Regions from separate parts of the Gossypium hirsutum genome. Here region 2 is linked to region 1. The links are chromatin contacts, called in public Hi-C maps. All regions are on one chromosome and are shown on one strand. The core of a region is the stretch at or near the end of the contact, and the rest is flanking DNA. Distances in the headings are between cores, read along the strand shown. Region 1 holds the start of LOC107914900. Region 2 has its middle 25 kb from the start of LOC107915847.

What was found. A called contact is a pair of places that touch in the nucleus more often than the background predicts.
Region 2: a contact with region 1 is called in a Hi-C map of leaf, with 2.4 times the contacts expected there. The contact joins the enhancer-like site here to the promoter of LOC107914900 in region 1. A contact is called at or near these places in 4 of 34 Hi-C or Micro-C datasets (leaf and seedling).

The regions. Positions count from the first base shown.
Region 1 is chrD10:42,066,423-42,069,122 of Gossypium_hirsutum_v2.1, reverse strand. LOC107914900 reads left to right here and starts at 1,276. Exons shown (of 5, transcript XM_016843951.2): 1 at 1,276-1,669; 2 at 2,573-2,687. The coding sequence starts at 1,602.
Region 2 is chrD10:42,608,325-42,611,024 of Gossypium_hirsutum_v2.1, reverse strand. No RefSeq gene overlaps it. Among protein-coding and RNA genes, the nearest start is that of LOC107915847, 25 kb to the right of the region's middle. Within about 2 kb of position 1,289, at least 5 of the 9 cell types and tissues checked have an H3K27ac peak or open chromatin away from gene starts, as enhancers often do. A contact at or near this core is called in leaf, where this site is marked.

The sequences.
Region 1 (2,700 bases), core at 27-2,526:
CCCTGACATACCACCTCTTAGAGCATCAAATGTGCGAACTCCTTTCCCAACACCTCGCTTGGAAATGATATAAGAGCTTTTTAAGAACTCCTCGATCTAGGCACACCTGTACATAAATCAGGTGAAGGCCTCACTGAACTTCCATTTATGACACTAGTCGCCAAACACTAATTCCGCCTTACATGATTGAGAGCTTGTCTCATCGCAACTCTAGCAGCCATAGGCCCAGGCCTACCATGGCAGACTAGTTGACATTATCTCCCCAATCACCAATAACATCGGGACATGTGGCACCTCAGGATCACAACCTGTTATATAAGCCAACAACGACTCCCAAATCTAGGGACCGAATTTCTCTCTCTCACTCTCTCTCCTTCCAACCTTACATCCTTCTCTAACATCCACAACGACTCTCTGCCTTGCCCTAAACTAGGTGAATTGTCGAAAACCGTCTTAACCCTCCCTTGTTGAATCCTATCCTCAACAGTTTTCTAATGAATATTCCTAACTTCTTCTTTTTTTTTTTTAAATAAGCCATGTTCTTATTTAATTAAATTTATTTGAGAAAGATATTATGTGCAACCTTAATAAATTTACAATAATATTAGTTTCAATTGTATTAATATTCAACAAAATTTCAAATAAATAATATTTAAATACGAATAATTAAATATAACTCTTATAAGAAAAGGTATTGAAGCATACTATACATATATTTACATAGAATATTATATTATTTATACACATTTTTCTTCAAAAACATTAATACAAGACACTCACATATTCATATATAATTTTATGATTGATTAACTTTTATCAAACTTGTTAAATTAAATGGTATGAAATTTACTCTTCATTAAACAGTTTTGGCCTCATTTAAAAGTTGAGCTTAATTTGAATATAAATTTAATAGAATGCAAATATTGATTAGAAAGCCGAGGTCTTAGAAAAAGGAAACCTTTTCTTTCTTTAACACATATTCCTCCAAATGACAACTTCAAATCTAAGATTAAAACATTAATTATAGATAAATCTCACCTAATTAGACCTTTTTTTAACACCGAGAATTTCCTTTCAGCTTTTCCCAAAACCACATTCACTCAATTCACATTCAAATTTCACAAAATGGACCCCAAAACAGGACCGGCGGCAAAATTGAAGGATTTTAAAACTTAAAAACACGTCTCAGGATGGCAACGATCGTAAATTACACCAAACCACAGGGATATTTCCGTACATAAACTAAAAAATAAGATTCAACTCGCTTCCTACTCTCGTCCACGTCACGTCACGCGCCTTCGGAGACTAAAACCAACGAATTTGATTGGTCAAACGGACGTGTTCCATTCCTAATTCCGCGAGTATAAAGACAGTCTCCTACTTGCGCTCCAACATCGTTTTTACACTGATCTCTCTCTCTCTCTCTCTCTCTCTCTCTCTCTCTCTCTCTCTCTCTCTTTATAAAAAAACCTCCGGCTATTGGGGTTTTTGGTTTCGTAGATTCGTTTCGCTTCATTTTTGTCTCGTTTTCAAACAGTAATTTCCTTTTTTTTTTCATTGTTATTTTTCTTGGAATTTTTTGAAGTGTTTAATCCAAAAAAATGGCGTTAGTTTCATTCGTCGGGAGGGTTCTTTTCGCTTCAATGTTCATCCTCTCTGCTTGGCAAGAGTAAGCCTTTCTTCAGATCTGCACTTTATCCTTTCTTTTTTGTTATTTTTTAAAATAATAGAACCTGTTTTGTTCTGTTGAAAAAAGAAGTAACAATATTAGGCATAGCCTGGATCTGAACGCGGATTTTGGAACTCGAGAGCTCTTATGAATGTCTAAAAGTTTATTTGAACTTTATTAATGATGATTTATCGCTCGTTCTCTCTCATTAAATAAAAGGATGATTAACTGTGGCGTTTTATTTAAACAGATCTTGTTTTTAATAATGTTGCTAGCTTTATTTGAAGATCCAGTGCAAATTAAGGTGGTGTTAAGAGTAAAATTTTAAATATGTATTGCTAATCTGGCTTGCTAGAATTGCTTAGATGTTTAATTCTTGGAGCTGCTATATATATATGATTTAAGTGTTTATGATATAATAAACCTTTTATTTAAGTTCTAGATCTCATGAATATCATAAATTTTGTAATGGTTGTTGTTGGTTGGCAGTTAGTATGTTGTATAAATGGTATCTGTTTAACTAATTATGCATGAAAATTATTCACAGTCGCATGTGGGGTTTTGAAGTGGAATTGCCAATCTTTTATAGAATGAAAATCCTTAGTTCTACTCATTTGCGTAGGGGCTTGCGGAGGCTATGGTGTAAATTTTTAGCATTGTCATTGTGCTGAAGGAAATATTTATCTATCTATCTATATGTATATATATATATATATATATTTTACATTAGCTAAAACATACGTATTAAAGAGCTGTAGAACTAGGTTTTTCTTTTTTTTCTTTTTAATCACAAGTGAGCTGTTTACTACATTGAGCTTATATTTATTGTATTTTGTAAATCAGGACTACCATAGGTTTTGTCATGCTTGTCTCTAATCCTATGTTATGTGCTCATGTGTATAGGTTCAATGAATTTGGTGTTGATGGAGGGCCTGCAGCTAAGGCACTCAAACCAAAATTCAATGTCTTCTCAAAGACTGTGACAGCTCATACAGGGGTGGAAGTGCCAGAATTTAATGTAAGAATATATG
Region 2 (2,700 bases), core at 40-2,539, 540 kb before region 1:
TACAAACATATGCAGTGCATAAACCCCATGCGAATGCAACATATTTCAACAAAGAAATCTAAAAAACCATAAACCCAAATGCCCTTAAATCGAAAAAACCATAAACCAACAAAGAAAGTTAACTGGCCAGGACACCTATTCCATTAGACCTGTAACCGAAAACGTTAGTAGGTGATTGATTTGTCACTTTTTGCTAGTGCTAATGACTGATTTGTTATTTTTTGGAAGTTGATTGTCTAAATTAAAAGTTGAGTGACTGTTGGTGTAATTTACCCTTCAATTTATTAATAAGCCATAAAGGTTGTTTGTCCCCTTGAAAGTTTTATTCTATTCGAAGTTTGGCAAAAATATCAATTTTGAAATATCAATTTAGATTATAGATCAATATTAATTATTTAAATAATATCGATTTGTTAATATTTTATTTATATTGATTTGTTTCAATTTTATTGGTGTACGGTACATGCTTCGAGATATTTATTTTATATTAAAAAAATTATGCTGATTTTAAAAAGTTTAAATAAATATAATATAATATATTAATAATTAATTGCTTCATATGTGTTAGTTTTAAAAATTTTAAATTAATTCTCTAACAAATTATATTTATTCAAAATTAGATTTTAATAAAGTTTATATAAAATAAAATAGTATATTATTTTAAAATTAACTTCTTAATACGTAAAAAAATTCAATTAACTACATCATATGCTTCATATGTGTTACTTTTAAAATTTTCAGTTTACTCAAAAAAATATATTATATTTACTTAATATGAAAAAATTCAGTTAATGTCGATTGAGTCTTAGCTTGATTAGCATGGGTATTGTTGTCAATGCAGGAGGACACCGGTTCGAGTGCGTTGATGTGCATTATCCTTCGATTTATGGGTCGGGGAGGGACTATGGGTAGTTCTAAGTATTGTGTCAAAATAGCAGATATGATCATAACCTATAATGAGATTATTTAAAAAATCAAGTTAATAATCATTTTAATTGCAAAAAGAAAACTATAAAAATAAGGTGGATGAGAGTCTTTTGGGGATTATTATTTTTAAATAAAATAGATTGGGCTTTATTACTTTGAAATCCAAAACAAACAAAAATGAAAAAAAATCTATAAAATTAAAAAAACAAAAAAACTCACGCAAACCCAAATAAAAGGCCCAAACTTATGTAAAAAAAATATCAGAACAAAAAAGAAAATTCCAAAAAGTCTACATCACTATTCCATTGCCCAATCAGCTCAATCCTTAGCAACCGTCCCAACACCTGCAATTAATTTCATTTTTCGACGGTTCAAAAGTACAAAGAGAAGTGAGTAGCATTTCCTTTCATCCTTGACATTAACTCTTTCTTTCTCCATTCTTTACCACCGCATCACCTTCTTTATTCCAGTTCCTTCGCTCTGTCCACTCCCTCCTCTAGGTAAAAGGACTCACCCCCTCTCAGTGTTTCTTTCGTAATCGGTGTGGGCTAACTCATTGGCTGATCTTGGTATATGGCTGAAAAAGATCTTTTGAAATTCGTCTCTCAACTGATGTATATATATGATATAAGCACCAATTAACGATTTATTCAGATGTATTGACTGACATTTCTTAATTGTTGACAATGAATCGCCCTCGTTTATTACTTGCACCCGACCCTGTTCTATACCCATTTGTATTGCTCGATGGCAAGCAATAGCTTCAACAGCGAAGGCTAAAAAAACCCCTTAATTAGTCTCCGCTCGTGAAAGTACCACTTTCCCTTTAGCATTCTTTGCCACAACACTCAAAGCCGATTGAAATCTCTGTCCGTCAAAAGTGCCATCAAAGTTGATTTTAATGGTTGAATCTGATGTTACCCTCTAGCACACCAATCCAGTTTCTTTTGTAATTGTCCTCTTCTCTGTCTCAGTAATCTTTACAATGTAACCCCTGATGAAATGTGCTATATCCCTCCCTGTAGCAAACTCACTCTCATGGACCCTTATGTTCCTATCTCGCCAGATAACCCATAGCGCGTAAAAAAAAGCCATCACTGAGTGATAGAACATGCATCAAATACTCCAGTAAGCCAATGTCCAAACCCAAAATCTTGATTACTTAGGAAATGTGAAAATTTAAGATCTGACCATACTTCAATTGTTACACGGCATACTCGAAACAAATGATCCACTATTTCCTCCTCCCTTTCTCAACGAGGACAGCATGTTGTGTTCACAAGTTTCTTGTATTTCATGTTAGCTAATGTAGGCAAGTAATTCAAAGAAATATTCCAAACTATAATTTTAATTTTCCCAGGGAGCTCCATAGCTTTTTGTAGAAATCACTAGAAATTGATTGTAAAGCGTAAGCACTAGAAACCCTCGAAGTATCTGTAATAGTATATAAGTACTTCGGATGGAGAACTCCCCTGAAGACTCACATCCCACACCAACCAATTATCATGAGCCTCTTTTACCAACGGAATACGGAGGATTTGGGTTGCATCCGACGTCGAGAAGGTATTACTAATTAACTCATGCTTCCATTTTCTTTCATTTGCATCTATAAGTTCTAACACCAATGAATGCTGCAAATTAAGAATAGAAGTAGATAATCTAAAATTATAATTCCCAAGGATCCATGCATCATCGATAATTGAGATTTTTTTTCCCGAACCCACTCTCCAGCCTAACCCTTCCTTTAAAACACCTTTCATATCTCATATGCTT